2 separate regions of the Mus musculus genome follow, and region 2 is linked to region 1. Evidence: chromatin contacts called from public Hi-C data. All regions are on one chromosome and are shown on one strand. The core of a region is the stretch at or near the end of the contact, and the rest is flanking DNA. Distances in the headings are between cores, read along the strand shown. Region 1 has its middle 280 kb from the start of Adgrl2. Region 2 has its middle 220 kb from the start of Adgrl2.

Region 1 (4,421 bases), core at 1,782-4,281:
ACCGTTAAGAATAAAATCATAGCAACAGTGAACTTTCATGTCTGTCAGAACGTGTCCTCCCTGTGGTCCAGACCCTCCTGTATGACATGAAAGAAGAAAGAGCAAATCTTTATACTTAGCCTCATGATCTGGTTTGCTTTATTGTTGATGTAATAAATACCATGACAGAAAACAATGTGGAGGGGGTGGGGGAAAGGTTTAATTCCGCTTACAGGTGCATCATCCAAGAAACAAGGCCAGGTACTCAGGCAAGAACCATAGAAGGATCAGGTTTACTGGCTTCTGCCACACACATCCCCTGGCTTGCTCAAATAGCTTTCTTATATAGCCCAGGTTCATATGCATATGCATAGTACTGCCCACAGTGGGCTAGGCCCTCCAATACCAATTAAAAATTAGGAAAAAATGTCTGACAGGCCAATCTCAAGGAAGCGGCGCTTCAGCTAAGGATGCCTTTTCCCTGGAGTCTCTAAGTTTGTCTCAAGTTGGCAGCTGGTGCTAACTATGATAATGAAGATCTTCATTTTACATTATAGACTTCAACAGGTTTCAAAAATGTCTCCACTTATGTTTACAGCAAAGCTCCCAAAACCAAGCCCAGTGCCCCTGAAATCAGCCTTTCTCTTCCCCTGTACTGGCTCTGACCCCCTCATGCTCACAGTGCCACTACCAGTTTCTGAGGCAGGCTCAGGGAATTCTCCGCAGGCTCTGCTTCTGTCTCCTTCTCCTTCAACCAGCAACATTCCTTCAGCCACCTTTAAGACCTCCCCAGATGGCCTCTCCAAGGCTGTGGCGACCCCAGTCTCTTCGGCAGCCTGAGTGACCACCAGTCTTAAAAACACTGTAAGCTCATGGTGGTCCCTTCAGGCACACAAAGTTGCGGTCCAGTTAGATTAGAGAGGCCAACAAGAGCTTTTAAAATTCAAGCCTAATGGTGCCATTGCCCTGCTTAAAAGCCATGATGACTCCCCGAAGCTTTGGGGACACAGTTCAAACTCATCAGTTTAGTTAGAGACCCTGCGCCCGAGCCAGCTCACTGCCCTTAACAGCTCCCTTTGTACCCATTCAAGGAGCTTCCAGGGCCTAATAAACATCTACTGTGCAAACCCTCCCAGCCAGGAACTAGACATGGCTGCTTGTTGGGACAGCAGATCTGTCTGGTTCACTATCTTGCTCTCTACAGAAGAAAGCCGTCTAAGCAGACTGCTTTTGCTGCCCAGGGTAGCTCACAGTAGGGGGTCCTCTCATCCTACTCTAGTCCAAGGTTCTCCTAATGCTTCAGTGTACCCTCAGCAACTGGGCTTCTCCAAGCCTGAGAGAAGCATGGAATTTTCTCGGGTTTTGTGGTGCTGGGATTTAACCCTAGGGTCTTACAGATGTTTACACAGTGCTCTGCCACTAGAGCGTCACCTCAAGAAACTAAAGTGATTATTATGTTCCCTTCATGGGGAATACTCACTGCTCCACAAGCAGTTCAGCCATTCCCTACCCATGTCATTATCCCCTTAGACCTGATATACCTGCTCTCCCCAACTGGCCCAAAGTCCATTGTCCAACAGAAGCCAAAATTAGCTTACTCAGCCCACTGCTCCGAGTTTCAGCTCTTAAAAAGATTTTAGTGACTCCCTTTCTTAGGTAAGTAAGGTGTGACTGCTGTGAAGACACCATGACCAAGGCTCGTCTGGGCTGGCTTACAGGTTTAGAAGTTCAGTCCATTATCATTAAGGCGGGAGCATGGCAGCATCCAGGCAGGCATAGTGCAGGAAGAGCTGAGTCCAACATCTTCATCTGAAGGCTGCTAGAAGAATACTCACTTCCAGGCAGCTAGGATGAGGGTCCCAACCCACAGTGACACACCTACTCCAACAAGGCCACACCTCCAAATAGTGCCACTCCCTGGGTCAAGCCTATACAAACCACTCCCTGCTCTTGGCTGTAATTTGAAACCTTTCTCCTGTCTTCTTGGTCTTCCTTATAAACTTAACCCCGTGTCTATTGTTTGAAAGTTCTTTTCTTTTCCCTTCTGTCCTGACAGAGTCAGATCTCCCAAGGTCAGAAACGTGTTCTCATCTTTGTGCCCCTGTGCCTAGGAGAGTGTTTAGCATAGCATGATTGCCTATTGAGTGGCTTTTCCATGAACCAACGAACAAATTAATTTCATAGTCCTGAAACAAACTGCATAAATTCTATTTTGAAACACTTTAGATGCCGTAGAAATAGCATTTGACAATAATACATGAGCTTAGCTCCAAATATGTGTTAATATTAGTAGTCTTAAACTAGACATAGCCCAAAATATCTCTAAGAACCACATGGTATCCTTCCCCTTTTAACTTACACTTATAATGTATTGACTCCTTAAAAATTGAAATCAATGCCCAGCTATCTCCGTCTCTAAAAGGCCGGGATGATGAGGCCGGGAGTCTCAGCAGAGGTTGCCCGCCAGCAGAAGGATGCTGTATATTTGATGTGGATAGATTCCCATCAGGGAATAAAATAAGATGCTCTCATGCTCCCTCGCTGTGCATCCATGAGGCTCTTAGGAAGGAATATTCGCATTGCAACTTTCGGAGTAAGTTAGCTCCCGTAGTGTTTTTAATTGTGCCATTTATACCTGACACCATTATCTCTATGACTGAACACTCTATTGCTGAACATAGATAGTTATTGGATATATTATTAAAACTGGGAGAGATGAATGTATGGAATACGAGCGCTAATATTATTTTCCTGATTTAGCACTTTGTAATTCTAAGCCTCAACATGCACACACACACACACACACACACACACACACACACACACACACACACACACAGTAGCTATATTTAAATCATTCACAATGAGTCATGTTTGTAATAGCCAGTATTTACTAAGTATTGACTGTGTGTTCTAGGAACTTGACGTACATTTCAGTATTTAGACTTTGTAACATTACTGAGAAAAAAAAATTGTTATGCCACCACCCACTTTTTTTTCAGATGAATAAACAGGCACAAAACGATAATACCCCAAGGTCACATAGCTAGCAAATGACAGCCTTCCAGAAAGCCTACTCACTCTAGTAACACAGGGCTCTGCTATTCATCTCTCTGTAGTCTTGTATCCATATATATCTTAATATAAAACAAAGATTTGCATGGCTCTACCTATAAAAGTCTTAAAAAATACAAAACAGAAAAATTCTGTTCTCATAAATAGAAGAAACTGCATGCATTAGGGAATTCAGTAACACTCAGATACTCATATATTTCACAAAAGCTATGTATTTATCTCGTATCTCTCCCAGCTGATAGGGTTAAATTTTAAACTGACAACAATGGCAGAACAGTGACAAGTGAAGGTAGAGGGTTTTGTGAATATATACCTACAAAATAGAAGCTATCAATAGGATTCTAGGCGCAGATGAGGCGCCATGATAAACACTTTGTGTGCAGTGGTCCATTTAACCCTCATTTATGTGCACTTGAAATGATGTCTCCTTTCTGCTGCTATTTAGAGCCGGGATTTTCCCAAGGTCGCATGGCAGTGCTCCAAACACAAACGGGTGGTTGCAATCTCAAGGTTAAGTTAAAGTCCTTTAAAGGAGTATTCCGACTGCTGAGAGACCACGGGCGGGTGCCAAGTGGCCACAGGGCACTCTAGTTGGTGAACTTCACTTCCTGATTAGTCTTAGGTTCTATGTGTATGAATCTAAGGCAACCACACTTCCAATTGTCTGGATAGAAACATGAGAAGGAAACAAAGCCACAAAATCCGGTGTTGTTCTGAAAATGAGGCTCTGTTGCCATTTTAATTTACTTTTCAATTGTTAATGACGTCACTCGGCCCCAGCTTTGATAAGAAAGCTTAAAGTAACTTCCCAGAGAAACTGGCAGGGCATCCCCTTACTGTATCTGTGTACACCACCCCACATGATCCCAAGGATCAAAAGAGTCTATCAGAATCCTAGGACCACAAACAAAACCAGTGGAATCACTGCTAGCCAACTGTATAATTTGAACCAGACATGAGGGTATACACCTTTGATCCCAGAACTTGGGAGGCAGGGTTTGTCAGATATCTGTGAGTCCAAGGCCACCCTGGTCTCCAGAATGAGTCCAAGGCCAGACTTGTCTCAATAAAGTAAGATAAAATGAATAAAATAAAATGAAACAAAGCAACAACAAATTATAAAAGATACCTCTTACAAATAAACTAGAAATGTTCCCTCTATTGCTATAGCAAAATCAGAATCATACTGAGTGAATTGTAATGAAGAGTCATATAAATTTATACTTAACAAAAAGCAGGATTAGAAAGAATAGAAACTGTCCTCTAGCCCAGACCACACAGCAAGAAGTACACTCTGACTATTTATTGAAGAAATGAATGAGGCTGACAATTCCACCTCAGGCTGCCTTCCACTAAATGGCAACATT
Region 2 (4,723 bases), core at 1,594-4,093, 54 kb after region 1:
ACATTAATCTTTTTGATATCTGATAAAACATCACACTGTTTGATATGCTCAATTTCACTTTGTTGAGGGTTAGCTTACATTCTGCCAAAATGTGAATTTAATAATTCTTCAATGATAGAAAAGTGTGTTATTTCATAAATAAATTAGACAAAGCCATGCTTCACCCACTCCCTTCCTCAATGACAGGTAGAAGCTACTTCAAAGATGAGATTCACACAATGCATACATGTGCCTCAAAAAGATCTTTCCAGTCATCAACACTGCTAGATTACCAAAGGAGTATAAAAGTCTTTTTTTTTTCCTACTATTGTGGATTCTGGACTACTGTGCAAATCAGAAGTAGTCCCCTAGTAACTTCTTGAAGTGATGCTATTACTGCCTAATGACCCTGGAGACAGTGGCCCAAAACTGAGAGGAGCTGTTTCTCTCAGAAAACCATTTCTAGGGCTGCAATGTTCTTGCAGTCGTTGTGTGTTTCGGTTTCGGGTCTTTGTGGAGTTATTCTGTGGTTTATTTTATTTTCCCAAGGAGGCTCTCTTTGTCCATCCTTACTACTGTTTCCTTTGAGACAAGTCAAATACACAGAAAGGCCCTTAGGTAAGAGTCTTGGTCTCTGGACTGGAAAGGGAGGTTAAAGAGACTTGATGAGGAAGTGGTACTGAAGTCTATTGAGTTACCTAAACAGTCAATGAAGGCGGAGAAGAGGAAAGGGAAGGAAAGCAGGGTCCATGGTGAAGGACAAAGTTCAAGGTCAGTACCACCCTACATTCTAACTGAAGCAGATACTTCAAAGACTATGATGATCAACCCTGCTAATACTCCTGATGGTTTAGGGCTATAAAACTAGCCGGAAACTTTATCGGTGCTGCAGTTATCAGGGACTTTGATAAGAGAGCTTCTGGGAGGGGGACAGGGAAAGCTTGGTTAGCCTGCCTCCGAAAGAGAAAGAAGACACAGCAAACAAAGGCAAGAAAATCCCAATGTAAAAAAGCAGAGGTTAAGTGATGTTGCACCCAGAGAGGGTTTTGATGTGGATGGGATAGTGTGTGTGTGTGTGTGTGTGTGTGTGTGTGTGTGTGTGTGTGTGTGTGTGTGTTAGATGTATGCACATGTGTGTAAGTGTGCTTGCGTCTGTGTACAGTGAGGTTCAAAGAGACTGTCAGTACCCTCTACCTCTCTCCCCCATACTCGCTGTAGACAGGCCCTTTTACTGAACCTAGAGTTAGGCTCCTATCCAGCAAGCCCCTCCTATCTCTGCCTCCCATGGCACTGAGGTAACAGGTACATGAGTACAGCTGACCTTTACACGGGTTCAGAGGATTTGAATGCAGGTCTCTATGGTCATGTAGCAAACACTCTTAGTTACTGAGCCGTATCTGCCGCTCAAATATTATCAGAATCTTTATTTTATTTCTAATGCATATGCATGTGTATCTGTGTGCATGTACGTGCGCCACATGCATACAATAGCCTTAAGAGGTCAGAAGAATCTCAGATCCCCTGGGCCTGGAATTATAGATGGTTGTGAGCTTCCTTGTGGTTGCTCACAACCAAGCCTAGGACCTCTGCAAGAGCAATAAGTGCTGCAAGCCACTGAGCCAGCTCTCCAGCGCCTTTAGTATGTTTCAAGGATAGAAACAAATAGTCTACTTGCTTATCAGTGTGACTAAAGTATAAAAGTGAAAGCTCTGTTTTTGCAGGAAGATGGGGAGAGAATCATGTGGCGACAAGTGTAGGAAGTTACCAGTGGCACTGGCTGGAGTCAGGGCTGGCAAGGTAGACAGCCTGATTCTATCAGTGAAACCAGTTCTCAGAAAGAATCCTTGCCCCTGCAGTCCAGGCATTTCCCCATGGGCAGAGTCTTCCAAAGCCCTCCTTGACTCTCATTGCATACTTTGTTACTTGGCTCCAGTATTTATCTCCCAATTAACACCATAGACCTGGCCTTTCTTTTCTAGTACTATAACCTTAATTCCCCAAATGGAAAACCGGGGACTACAGAGAGTAAACTCCACGTATAAACGTTGAACAAGCAAGCAATGGAAGTTCCAAAAACAGATCTTTTCTACACTCCAGATGTTTCAAAGTGTGCCATTACCATTATCAAGCTTATTTTTTCTTGAAAAACAAAAGAAAAACAAAAAACATGGTTGACTCCGTAGTCTGGCAATCGGGCCTGTAGTAGTTGGCTCTGAGAGTCTGTGATAATGACACCCCTGGGCAGGCTACAAGATGCAGACCGAGAACATTAACGATGATCAGGTACGGCCAAGACAAAGGCTGCCACTCATCCTGAGGCCCTGTGCTGTGTGTGCAAACGGCGGTGCAGAGAAAGGATCATTTGTTTAACAAACATCCAAGATTTAAAACCATTAAAGAGGAAGCGAATTATCCTTGGATGTTTGCCTAGCGCATGTGATCTGTCTTCTATAATTTTTGCTGCTTTCTACCAAATCACTTGAGAGTTCAGTTAATATTTCTGTACTGGTTTTCCACTGGGCTGTAAAGTGAAACTCAGAGAGATTAAGCGCTCTCCACAAGGGCAGTTATCTGCAGCTGCTGAGCGAAGAGGGCTCACAATCACGCTGCCTGCTTTTCTGAGCCTGGCTAAGCCGACTAGCCTTCCAAGGAAATGAAGAGTTGGAGGGGTAAAAGTGGTGCACTGGCCACTGTAGATAATACTGATTTTATTTCTCTGGGCTGACTTGTATTGATTTGTGCCAAGCATATTTATAAAAATAAAAATAGTTCGTTCATGAATATTGAGCCTAAACCCTGCTAGCATACTTATGCTCTGATTGAGTGGCATCAAAAAGCAACTGAACGCTGTCTAGTGGCTTGGACAGCACTGAGACAGAAGGAAGCCATGCCCACACTTTCAAATCTTTCCAGCTTACCTTTTGAAGGTCAACTGGTCAGCCCTGCCAAACAGAAACAAAGCAATGAAAGGAACTTGGGAACTCGCAAAATAGAGATATTCTCCTGGGGAGAAGGCCACTGCATTGACTAAAGCAGGGTGTCACCTTCTTGCTAAAGTTTCCTGAGTTTGAGGAGTGAGGAAGTTTTGTTTTAAAGCTGGTTGTTCTTTTAAGATTGTGTTCCCAATTGAGAAATTACATTCCATTCTTCTCCATCTCCAGCGAAGGGGAATTTCACACCCCGGTTCCAAACCACATAGTAAAATAATAACATTCTGCGTGGGGTGTAGAATGACTCTCATAATCTCCTCTGCACCGTGCAAAGACTTTTGCAAGAATGAATATAAAGCGATATTGTTTGATTACGTCCCTCCGATGAGGTCAGCGCTGGGCAGCCAAAGAGGAGACGAGAAGATCATTTTACCTGAGAGCCCCATAGATGTGTAAGCCATTCACCCTGGCTCCCTCCACTCTACCCTCTCCCTCCCTCCTTCCTTTTTTCTTTGCTCTCTGCAAATGTCTCTGCCCTGTTTACTGCCAATCTTGACCTTCGAAAATAACTGAGCTATGTTCTTGTCATTAACGATTACATCCCCCAGCAGATGTGGCAGGCACTGCAGCCTGCTTCGTTGTTCACAGACAATCCAAAGTCGGGTGGAAACTTGAAGACAAAACTAGACCTGTTAAGCAATATTGAAAAAAGAATGGAACTAAGAAATATATTCCAAATTAAAAGTCAATTCCACTTTATTTCCTGTAGGACACAGAATGATATATATTCCAAAGTACATTGGACACACGAGGGGTTATTTTTAAAATTCACTGTTAAGGGAAAAATAAGCTATAGAATAGCACAACCACATGCTTATACAGAGAAATAAAATGTTAAAGTCACATAAGACTTTTACTTTTATTGTTTGTTCTGTTTTCTACATTTTGTATATAATTAAAATACCTATTTACTTAATTATTTAATAGGTTTTATAGTGTTAAAATTCTTGTGGTTCTATTTTTTTTTCTTTCTTCCTTTTAGATCTTTCTTAAATCTTGGAAAAGACATTTGTGGATACACACACACACACACACACACACACACACGTACATATTTGGATTAGGCCAAGTTCTCCTCTCTGAGCCAGCTGATAAGGCAGGGATTTAGAAGGCAAAAGCATTATATAATCAGAATTTTATTAAACTGTCTGGGATTTTATAGATCATCTGTTGAAACCCTGCATTTTATAATGGAGAAACTGAGAAGGATAAAGTTAGGAAAATATTAGGAGCTGTTGTGTGGGTGGAACCGATGGGTGTGATGGGAGTTGAATGAAATTTTCTCATTTGTAATTACTGCAGAGAGCCTCAATAGGGCAAGAACACAGCTAGCTGAGAAGACAACCTTCTCCTCCCAACTCTTTCTCTTCCCTACTGTATTTTCTGAGGCTTCTCAGCTCCCAACACCAAATTGCCCTTTTTTTTTTTCCTGGGGAATCTACACAGCCAAGGATACCAAACTCAGAGACAGTGTTGGTGGCACTTGCTGAACTCTACATTCTAGACGGGGCACATGGGAACCTCGAAATCTCTGTGGGTGTCCTCCAGGACTCAGTCCACACCTACAACAGGACTATGCTCAGTGCATGTTTGTAAAATGATAAGCGGAAGAACTTCCTGTTCTTCATAACAAGGCCTAGATCACTACAGGCGCCAAGTAAGAAATATTAAATTGGATTAAGAATAAGTCTATATAGGTGCTCGTAATAATTTCAAACGGTACGTATTGCTTGAAGTATTTTTAAGGGGAAGGA

What was found. Hi-C and Micro-C count contacts between places; a contact is called where the count stands out from the background.
Region 2: a contact with region 1 is called in a Hi-C map of Sertoli cells, with 2.4 times the contacts expected there. The contact joins two enhancer-like sites. A contact is called at or near these places in 1 of 15 datasets of contacts at CTCF or cohesin (the NIH/3T3 cell line), 10 of 484 Hi-C or Micro-C datasets (the C2C12 cell line, Sertoli cells, granulosa cells and 6 more) and 1 of 115 datasets of contacts at active chromatin or transcription factors (the 230-238 cell line).

Annotation. Positions count from the first base shown.
Region 1 is chr3:148,677,385-148,681,805 of GRCm38.p6, forward strand. No RefSeq gene overlaps it. Among named protein-coding and RNA genes, the nearest start is that of Adgrl2, 280 kb to the right of the region's middle. Within about 2 kb of position 3,032, at least 16 of the 459 cell types and tissues checked have an H3K27ac peak or open chromatin away from gene starts, as enhancers often do. A contact at or near this core is called in Sertoli cells, where this site is marked.
Region 2 is chr3:148,731,163-148,735,885 of GRCm38.p6, forward strand. No RefSeq gene overlaps it. Among named protein-coding and RNA genes, the nearest start is that of Adgrl2, 220 kb to the right of the region's middle. Within about 2 kb of position 2,844, at least 39 of the 459 cell types and tissues checked have an H3K27ac peak or open chromatin away from gene starts, as enhancers often do. A contact at or near this core is called in Sertoli cells, where this site is marked.